Regions from separate parts of the Triticum aestivum genome. Here region 1 is linked to region 2. Evidence: chromatin contacts called from public HiCAR-type data. All regions are on one chromosome and are shown on one strand. The core of a region is the stretch at or near the end of the contact, and the rest is flanking DNA. Distances in the headings are between cores, read along the strand shown.

What was found. HiCAR-type assays count read pairs that join an accessible place to other places.
Region 1: a HiCAR-type map of leaf shows a contact between it and region 2, with 6 times the contacts expected there. The contact joins the promoter of LOC123092643 here to the promoter of LOC123092642 in region 2. A contact is called at or near these places in 5 of 5 Hi-C or Micro-C datasets (leaf, root and an unstated tissue) and 1 of 1 datasets of contacts at active chromatin or transcription factors (leaf).

Annotation. Positions count from the first base shown.
Region 1 is chr4B:449,488,189-449,493,454 of IWGSC CS RefSeq v2.1, forward strand. LOC123092643 (SH3 domain-containing protein 2) reads right to left here and starts at 1,442. Exons shown (of 10, transcript XM_044514455.1): 1 at 648-1,442; 2 at 118-234. The coding sequence starts at 707. It overlaps LOC123092644 (protein ENHANCED DOWNY MILDEW 2), which reads right to left. Exons shown (of 10, transcript XM_044514456.1): 4 at 5,030-5,079; 5 at 4,639-4,685; 6 at 3,567-3,660; 7 at 3,376-3,474; 8 at 2,743-3,053; 9 at 2,585-2,656; 10 at 1,982-2,497. The coding sequence ends at 2,383.
Region 2 is chr4B:449,155,627-449,161,124 of IWGSC CS RefSeq v2.1, forward strand. It overlaps LOC123092642 (LRR receptor-like serine/threonine-protein kinase FEI 1), which reads right to left and starts at 1,869. Exons shown (of 14, transcript XM_044514453.1): 1 at 1,537-1,869; 2 at 857-1,061; 3 at 630-765; 4 at 356-427; 5 at 182-253. The coding sequence starts at 950.

The sequences.
Region 1 (5,266 bases), core at 192-2,691, 330 kb after region 2:
TTAGGCGAACCATATCAATCGTTGGATTAACTTAATACTACACCTAAATCTCAGTAGTACGATGTACCGTAAATAATCTCTTATCTATCACATGTAACAAACTGAAGGAAGACATACTTTAGCTGCTCTTGTGGTATTATAAAGCTTCTGGAGATTCTGGTGGCACTCAAGTTCAGCTTCATCAACAAGCGAAGTGTCTTGATTATGGCGTGCGCTGAACGTCTTGCGAACCGCCTGCAAAGTAAATGTAACTCTCTCAAGAATGAAACAGGCAAAGAAGCATGTCATATGATGCTCGAACCCATCTATTCTATTGGATTGGACCAAGCAAAATTAGGCTCAGCTTCCGAATAAGTGGGTATCCACAGTCAAACGTGCAAGAAATGAGTAGGTCCATATTAGTGTCAGAAACCTAAAGAATAGATATGCAATTCACTCGTTCCCTTCCAATGGCTGCTGTTCTGTTCTGTTCTCCCGATACAGTGGTCACTACCCATAACCTCAAAATTCTCAAACTAACTCTGTGTGGAATTGACTGGGGGAGCAATAGCCGGGGGAAGAACCACGCCTGTACTTCCGGCGAAATTCCGGCCACACGGTGATCGGCGGGAGGCTGAATTTGTGGAATTTGGGAGGGGAACCCGTACCTGCTGCTGCTTGGCGACGTGCTCCCGGAGCTTGCTGGCCTGCTTCTTGAGCGCCTCCATCCGCGCCGGCCGACAGGATCGATCAAAAGCGAACGGCGCCTCTCCGGCGGTAGATAGGATTTGGGGCCGCCGCAAGCCACGAAATAACGAACCCCGGAGGGGGAAAGCAGGGTGGAGCACTCTCCTGACTGCTAAACGACACGACGCGAAGCGCTAGAAGGGGAGGGGAGGCGGCGGCTGCTAGGATGAGCAGCAGCAGCGCGGCGCTAGGAGGGAGGGAGCAGCAGTAGAGCAACCGCCCCTCGCCTCTCCGCGGTTTGTTGGGTTGCTGTGGTGGCGGTGACGGTGGTGGTGGTGGTGGTGGGGTTGGTGCGGAAGCGGAAGCGGAAGGCAGTCGCTGCTGCCGTGGTGTAAGGTAAGTAACTGCCTGGCAACCTCAACCGAGGCGAGCGCGAGGCGGGAGGTCAAAACCGCCCGCCGCGGCGGCGGGCACGGAGCGCGCCGGCCGACGACGGTGACGACTGCCGACCAAACTGTAGAGCGAACAGCTAAGCTGGACCGTAGAAATGGGGGGTGTTCCGGTTTCCAGAGAAAGCGAGAACGATGGACGTGTGACGGGATTGTGAGTCGAGCCGCGCGTTAGTCCCACGCCATTGGGGGTGCGCCGTGCCGTGCGCGTGGGAGGTGGGACTGACTGGGGGTGCGCGCGTAGAGAGCGACCTGACGCGACGGGGAGCGTAGGGGCGAATGAACTGAAAGTGGCGGAGGCGTGGACTTGGTGCCTGCCGGTGGCACGAGCGGCGGCCATCCTCGCCGCGGCCCGCAGCTTATCTAATCTGCAACGGACAAAATCTTTGCATTTTGTTCTACTCGCCGTCGCCAGCCATCGTGCTCGTTGTTTGTTTAAGACGCCGGCCATTCCGCTGACGACACCGCCAGGGATGAAATGGTGCTGGTGGCCGGCTTTTGACTGCTGCCAGCCAAGCGCTCTTGTGCTCGGTCGCTCTCGCGTCGGCGTAGGCGCGTGGCTCTGCGAGGTCAAGCCTACCCCGTCATCTAATCTCATCTCACCAGTAAAATATTTGAGACCGTCGTGTCATCTCAACTGAATGCGTCCTGAGGCAAGCTCTCAGTCGCTTAACTCGCCACGTTGCAATCCATCCCGGTCATGACAGATTCAGCAAAGCACTGGCCAAACAGAAAAATGATAGGCTCAACTGTAAACAATGCGGCCCAGCAAAGCGTCGCCCTCAGGTGAGCTGGCCCAGATTGGCACCTGTGTGTGACCTGCATCCATCATCACAGCAAGCCAGGGGCAACCAAATGAAACTAGCATTAGAAGCACCAACCAGATAAGGGCAAGGGAGGAAAGACCCCTGCCGGTGACATGCCAGCACATTTCTATCATGACGACTCACATCTGCGTCGTCTTAATGGCGGTTCATACTACCTGATTAATGTCCAAATTCTGGCAATGTACGAAATAACAATGTCACGCTACACACCAGAGCGGTTTCACGGTCACCGGACATAAACCACATCAACACATCAACACATGAATGACGCAAGACTGCAGATAATGTTATCTGTCATAGACGACACCAAAGTTTTCACTTCACTATCTTTGCGATTCTCCAAGAGCCCAAGACAAGCTTCCTTTCTCCAACAAGTTGGAAGATAAATCATGGAGGGAGGCCACCACAGGTCCGGCCATATTTTTCGCAACAGGAACACTTCACTTGTTCCCATCCTCAACACTTTGGTTTTCAGTCGCACCTTTAGGTTTTTCTTCTCGAAACTTAATATGATTCCTCTTTGCACTTCTGAGATTTTCTACCATCTCATGATCCCTGCAAAGATTTTGCACCTGTAACACACTCTGAAAGTAGAACAGACAGAGGACACAGAGAATGACAAAAGGACGACGGCAAAGCTACCTGCAATAGAACACAGTCCCACCCGCAGTCTCCCATATCCTCTTTATTTCACCTTCACCGCCATTGATTTTCCTACAATACAAGCACAAAGGGTCAACAAAAGAAGATACATCAAAGCAGACAATATCAACACGAGCTATCCGATACATAAATCACACCTTGGCAAGCACTTCCGATGAAATGCTTTGGGGCAGCGCCTGCATAGCACCAAGTCCATTCCCCACGTTCCCCTTCCCTTTGATTTTCCTATTGTTTTATTACCCTCCAACGTTGCATGTTTTTTCCTGCACGTTCCTTTTCCCTTTGTTTTTCCTGTTGTTTTGTTACCCTTTGATGTTGCATGTTTTTTCTTGCACGAGTAGCATTCATGCATAGGGCATGAATCCCCTGGCAAATTATTGATGTCCAGTGGAAGACATTCAGGGTGGTAAAAGCGCTTACAGCCCCTTTTATTGCACTGTATGATGACCTGACAAAAATGCAAACAAAAAGTTGGAGAATTAAAGGAATCTGATCTATCCTGACGAGCAACTGCATATGCAAAAAGATCCTGAATATTATTTTAGAGCCTATATGCAATCAAAATCAAGTATCATTAGTAGTTGTTCCATTGGCTCCTACATCTACAGAATCACAATACTTTAGCTTCAAAGAACTCTACTGTTTTTCTCATTATTCTCAATGACATAGAGAATTAAGAAATCAGTAAATCAAGTAACAGTTCCATCACAAACAGAATATAATATATCTCAGAAAATACAAAGTACAAATACATGTTTTTTCAGACACACCTGTTCGCCTCCTCCTTGGTCTGAAGATCCCAACTCTCCGCAAACAAAGCACTGGTGCTTCTTAGACGCACAATTTTCGCACAGAAACTCAGGTAGTTCCTATATAATATGATATGCATGAAAAGTTAGATGCCAATACCGGACATACTGAAACAAGAATAAAACTGAATAATTTGGTAAAGAATTAGCACCAGTTGTTCTTCACTCAGACCAAGAGTGTCGCAATGAGAAGCTTCACCAGTAGGTTTGGTTGGGTGGAATGACCTCCCACAGTCACCATCACAACTACAATGAATTAAGTTAAGAATATGTGTCAACCCTTCTTCAGTCAGGGAGCACGCAGGCCCCGCTGGATACAAAACTTCTTTCGAGAACAATAGCCTTGCAGAGTTCATGCAATGCAAGCTACAATGTTACGCAATCAGGCTACTCAAATAGTATACAGAATGACAAATGGCAATCTAGAGCTGCGATGGCAACTCTGAACATGGAGGAAATATTTTGGGGCTGTTTGGTTAGGGAAAGGCTGCGTACAATAGACCCAAAGTGGTCGGACCCTTCCCCAGACCCTGCGCAAGCGGGAGCTACATGCACTGGGGCTGCCCTTGCCCTTTTTTTGGTTTTTGACAGAGCCCCAAAATATTTGCGATGACAAATTGGCGAGCAATTTCGGCGCCCGAGCTTCACCAAAAAGTTGGCGCAGATATACACTAGTAGCGCTGCGGTGGGCTGGGCGAGCCAAAATATCAGCGCTCATCCAAACGACCTCACCAGCCTGGTCAACGACCAATATTTTGGACGGGCGGCTGTGGGCAGCAATCCAAACAGCCCCTTACACATGACATGAGCAAATAGTTCCATTCAAAATAAATGAACAACAATAATCAATCATTTTACATGATACCGAAAAAACACTAATTTTCTTTTCAACCGATCTATGTATTTTTACGTGAACTAGTGGCATATAACTCTGAAGGGGAGCCTTGGCGCAGTGGTAAAGCTGCTGCCTTGTGACCATGAGGTCATGGGTTCAAGTCCTGGAAACAGCCTCTTACAGAAATGTAGGGAAAGGTTGCGTAGTATAGACCCAAAGTGGTCGGACCCTTCCCTGGACCCTGCGCAAGCGGGAGCTACATGCACCAGGTTGCCCTTTTTTTTAGTGGCATATAACTCTCCAAAATACCATAGATTAACCTGAGAAGAACAAAAAAATAAAAGATACCCTACATTATGAAAAAGATTAGACAAATAGAGTATGCCTACCATATCAAGTCGCCACCCTCATCACAAATAGCACAAATATAATCATCCTGCACAAGCATGTCATTTTAGTTATACATATTGAAACAAGAAGAATTGTAGTGGTACAAGTATGAAACAAAACAAAAATCTGAGCGGCTAAACTAAACAAATCAACATTGCCGTCAATATCTTTCAAAATCTAGTAAGTACTGAACCTTTCCTTTTGAAATTGTTTCATTCGAATAATAATCAGTTAACATTTACTCATGCAAAGTTTGAACTGAGATGATACATTACAATGTAAGTTTAGGGAAACACAAGGGAAAAGGCAGAAGATTATCTTTCTAGCATGTACCAATAAATTCATAATCTATAATGTGAAAGAGCTATTTACGAGAAGAGGTATTTTTACCACAAAACCCATCCTCACACTATAGTCCTTCTCCATGGCAGCTTCGGTTCCTGCTTAGAACAAAGCAATAAAGACGAGAGAAAATTGGAATTTATATGAACGACATAAAATTGTAAACTATAAGAAAACTAAAGTGTTGATGTTTGGATCATGGAACGAAATCACAGTAGCAAAGGATAGACAATTTTGGAGAGAGAGAGAGTGTGTGCGTAATAATCTTGTTGTACAGAGACTAAA
Region 2 (5,498 bases), core at 619-3,118:
CACAGAAGAAATAAAAGCAAAAATTACATGCTAAAAATTCTCTGGCACAGATACAAGAAGCTTGTGACCATTAATTATCAGTTGCAGCATCTAACATTTAATTAATTATCCGTTGCAGAATCTAACATTTCATTCGATGAAAAAAAACATAGGTAGCAATCAGAATTACAATAAAACTTACAGTTGTTGCAACTTGGTACAATTTCCTAGCTCGGGAGGGAGTGAACCATACAAACTGTTCCCCTGTAGTGATCTAATGACATAAAACCACATTTATATCAAAGACCAAGTTCTTTGATATACAAGGCGGGAAATAGCTAAGAAATGCAAAAAAAGAAAAGGTGAACACACTTACAAAGTCTGCAGCTGATTTAGCCTTCCAACTTCTGGTGGTATGGGCCCGACTAACTTGTGATATGGGAGAATCCTAAATGGAAGGCAGTGAGTGACCTTATGATAATGCGACTCAAAATACTGAATATGAATTGAAACTAGGACATGGTGTCCAAAATATGAACACCAAATAACTGAAGCAAAACAGTGAAGCAAAACAGTGAGTGGATAGGTTAAGAAGTTGAGCAAATGACAGTAAGCAGAGTTAATATGCAGAGTGGTTTTTTGTTTCTTACAGATAAATCACTCTCTTGCTGTGACCATCGCATTTAACACCCTTCCATTTGCAGGGATCCGCGTCTTGTTCGTGCCAACTTAGAAAGACCCCATCTGAATTTGTGATTGCCTTCTTAAAGGCGAGAAGTGCTTCACCTGTATGAAACAGTTCGTGCATGATCAGTATTGGATAAGCAGAAAAAACAAATCAAATGGCCCGTGAGCAGCCACAACCATCATCACATACCGTCTGAACTTAGCGCTCTTGCTGCACGGCCCCCAAAGTGCAGGATGATCAGAATAAAGAGGAAACCGGGCTGTTTTCTGAGAAAATAGCCCATTTGTCACCACCTGGTGGAGCATACAAGGGTGACTAGAGCATATTCCAGAGGTCATGAATGAGGAAATACGGTATGCATCTTTACAATCGGAGAGAACCCAACCAACCAACCCTGCAATGGTGAAAAGCAAAACAAATCAGCAATAATCATATAGTAGTAACAAACTAAAGACGCGCTCAGAGAAATCTTAAGCCTTGAACGGCGGAGAAAAAATAGCAGATCAAATGCAGTACTTTTCGAGATAACGGTGTCCGGGGCTTTCGCACGAAATTGGCGGCCATGATATGGGAGCTACTAACTTTTTTTCGAGATGCTATGGGAACTAAATGAAGCAACATTTTCAGTCTTTTTATGCAAAAAAATAATCCTTTCAGGCTAACTGAACTAGCTGCCTTCGAGCATCTGACTTCGAGATTCCCCAAATCCAAGAAAATAAATCTACAGGACGGAAGCATTAGGCGGGCTCGTTTCTCAAATCGGGAACCAGTAGCGGATCTAGATGGCGTGAGCGGCACGCCCGGAGCAGAAATCCTGGAGCTCGGTGGGGTTTAACTAAGAGCATCACTGGATGGGAATGAGCCCGTACCTCAAACCCTCAGCGGGGCGGAGACAGCAGGAGCGCGATCTTGCGGCGAGGAGAGCGGCGGCGACGCTAAGCTGCTACGGCGCGGCGGCGGGCGGTAGAGCCGCGGTTGGGTTGAGATTGGTGGGTCTGGACTCGAGGAGGAAGAGGAGCTCAGGGAACAGAGGTGCCGACGATTAGCGGTGGGGGAGATGGAGGATGTGAGCAGGGAGTGGGAAGAAGCGGCACTGGGTGTGGTGTGGTGTGGTCACTGTGGTGGTGGTGGTGGTGGTGAGCAGAGCTGAGAGCACTGAGCACTGGCAGAGTGAGGGGGGAGGGTAAATGGGTCCGAGGAGATTAGGCAGCCGGTGGTGGCGTGGGTGTGGGAGTGGGACTGGAGCTGGGGCGCGAGTAGTCGTAGCAGTGAGCGTGAGAGAGTGCGGTTTTGTCCGCGCACTGCGTCAGCGACGGCGGCACACGGGACGACGGGGCGAACAGCTAATCGCTCAGTTATTACCAGATTGCCTTGCATGATATACGGAATTTGTCTGATTAGATTTCGTGTTGATTTTATATTGTTATTAAAGGAAATCTTGTGCTTAGAGCAAGTTCGTTGTCTGTATTGCTGTTTAGCAGTTATCATTGGGTTAAGGTGTTTGTACTTGTACCCGAAAAAATGGGCTTGTATTATGGCACGCGAAGTGACAACGACATCTCTCTTCACTTGGACGAGAAAAGCGACGCATTCTTTACTGCAGAGAGGGCTCATGATGTACTCCTTCCGTTCCTAAATATAAGTCTTTTTAGAGATTTTAATATGGACTACATACGGAGCAAAATAAATGAATCTACACTCTAAACTATGTTTATATACATCTGTATGTAGCCATATTGAAATCTCTAGAAAGACTTATATAGGAACGGAGGGAGTACTTATTAGCTAGAGGAACTCACGAATCACATACTCATAGCAATCAACATGTTTTGGGCAGACCAATTTCATACCTAGCCATAAGAAGGTCTTCAATAATAGGTCCGTCCCTTACGGTGACGGTTAGCGTACGTCACGGAGTGGCGATCTCGGGGCGAACCCAGACTCCCTAGGGTTTCTGGCATGGACACCGCCGCCGATCATCGATCTGCATCAGTCTGACTTTTCAGGATCGCCTCCCTGCAAACCACCTCATCCACACTCCGTCCCATCCACCATAAGTCTCCGCGAGCTAGGGACCGCGGTCGTACACCACCGGTTCGTCCCTAGGGTACTTTGTCTTGGTGTGCGGGGTTGTGAAGGAGTGATGGAGGATGTGGAAGGACTGATGAGAGGTTTGAAGTTTTCGGCGGTGGAAAGGAGTGCGAAGGCAGGGCAGGCAGAGAAGGGGTAATCGTATGATTGGGCACCGGATGATCCTCAGGCAGTGGAGAAGTTGTTCTCGGAAAAATCAGCGCACGCAGGGGTAGTAGGGAAAACCTTGGGAAGAATTTGGTGTCCGATTAAAGGCTTGGAGTGCAAAGAGCTAGAGGCAAACATCCTGGATAAGAGCATTGGAGGAAGGCCCCTGGTGGTTTGACAAGGAGTTGATCGTCATGGAGGAGTTTGATCCGGAGAAGACAGTGGATGAATATGACTTCAACCTCATTCCCATGTGGATCTGTGTCTTTGGGCTACCTCTTGGGTATATGAACAAGCCACTGGGAGAGCATTGGTGCTGATTTTCATGAGTTTCTGGATGTGAATGTTGGTCATGGGGGCAAGGTAATGGGGAAGTACCTCCGAGTGAAGGTTAAGTTGGATATCAATGAGCCCCTCATGAGGGGTTTTGTGTTGGATAGGGAGAATAGGCGGGAGGAGAATAAAGGTGAAACAATAGTGGAGCTAGGTGAGAAGAAGAAGAGGAAGAAGAAGAAGAAGAAGGACTTGCTTCGGTGTCGTTTTGAATACGAGCACATGCTCGACTTTTGCTATTCTTGTGGTGTGATCGGGGATGGTGAGAAGGAGTGCAGGAGGAAGCCTATTAGAGGTGACGCATCGCAATATGACCCATGGATGAGGGCTGAGGAAAGCTATAGAAGAGGGGGCGGAGGAAGAGGGAAATGGCAAGATATATGGGGTAACACTGACAGAAAGAGCATAGGCGAAGGTAGAGGGAATCATGGTTCTCATGGTTCAGGGGAAAGGAGGCTATATGGCTGGGGAAGAGGCTCTGGTGGCTCAGGGAGCAATGCGGCATCCTGGAAAAAAGATAGCTCAAACTTTGAGAACAGTGACAAGAACACAGCTGAAGAGGGGTAGGTCACGAGTCCACTGAAACTGACTGAGATAGTCGACAAAGCTGCAACAAATAGGGAACTAAAAGCCTCCAGTTAGATCCAGCTCCAAACACTCTGCAGGATAGGGAGCAAAACAATATGGTAGTAGACCTACTGGTTGTGGGGGGCACTGTTAGCGCAGATGGAAGGTAAAAATGAGGGAGCGGCGGCAAAGATTAACAAGGTTGGTGAAGAGAGAAGTCCTCGGAGGGAGATGTCAGATAGTAATGCTGGGAAGGGGAAGGATGGGAAGAAATTCAAGAGGAAGGTGCGTCCGGAGGGAGTGGGCTTGAACGGTAACCTAGATGTTAAACTGGGAAAAGAGAAGCTGAAGAGATGGATACTAGTGTAGCCAGCAACCTCAAGAAGGGCAAAAGTGGAGAAGAGTCTGATCTTACAGCGAAATAGATGACAACAGTTCAAGAGGCGAGGAAGAAGTAAACAACACAACCACAAGCATACCAACCGGGCGGCTAGAGGAGCCCTGCCGGGAGCAATGAAAATAGTCAGCTGGAACTACCGGGGTCTCGGGAATGGCCTAGCAATTCGTTCTCTTCTTGAATTGGGGAGAGTGGAGAATCCCGATATTTTGTTCTTGTGTGAAACAAGAATGGAGGAGAAGGAGTTAGGGAGGTTTAGGTAGTGGTTCAGGATCACCAACATGACATCGTGGAAAGATGAGGGGACTGGGAGAGGGGTCATTTTGTTCTGGCGAAGAGGAGTGGATGTGACCTTGAGATCGTATGGAAGGCGGCATGTGGATGTGGATGTTAAGCAGGGGGGTGGATCGATTTGGCGGTTGATGGGAGCGTACGTAGAGTCAGCTATGGATAGGATGGAGAATTGGAGGCTACTGAAAATTCTGAAACAACAACACAAAAATGGAAGACCTTGGCTTTGTCTCGGAGATTTTAACGAAATTCTAACGAGCTATGAAAAAGTAGAAGGGGTGGCTTGACCACAACACTATATTGATGGTTTCCGGGAGGCTCTAAATTTTTGTGGGCTTTGATACATTGGATTTGAGGATGACATGTACACATGGAGAAATCATAGTAAAGAATTATGCACGTACATTTGTGAAAGGCTCGACCAGGCAACATCAAACAATGAATGGTGTGACATATTTCCAAATTATGTGGTGGTCAATGGTGAGCCTCGGCATTCTGACCACATGCCGATCATTGTGCATATGGAAGGAGTCTGCAGGGGATGGAAGAGAGGTGGACACTTATTCTGTTTTGAAGCTCGCTGGCTACATGAAGATGTGTGTGAGGATGTGATAAGAAAAGCCTGGGAGAATAGTTGCTTGTCAGGTGCAGGGGCGTGGCACACTGGTATAACAAGCTGCTATATAAACATTTTTAACCCCTTTCTGTGGCGGCATTTCAAACCATTGCCAGGCCAGTGTGTGCGATAGGGGGTTCCTTCCCACACGACCCACAAACCGTCGGGGATAGGGAATAGCAATAGATATATTTTGTGTAGCTAAGCATACGCGTTGCCGACATGTATCCCAAACGCAAGTCTTCAGACAACTGTTTGTGACATCCTGCATATCCCAAACGCTCCATCCTTGCTACTCGTTTTGTGCTCGCATTACCAGCGCAATCGATATTCTGGGGTGCAACATATACGATGTGGGTCACATCAGAAACAATTCATGATTATAGAGC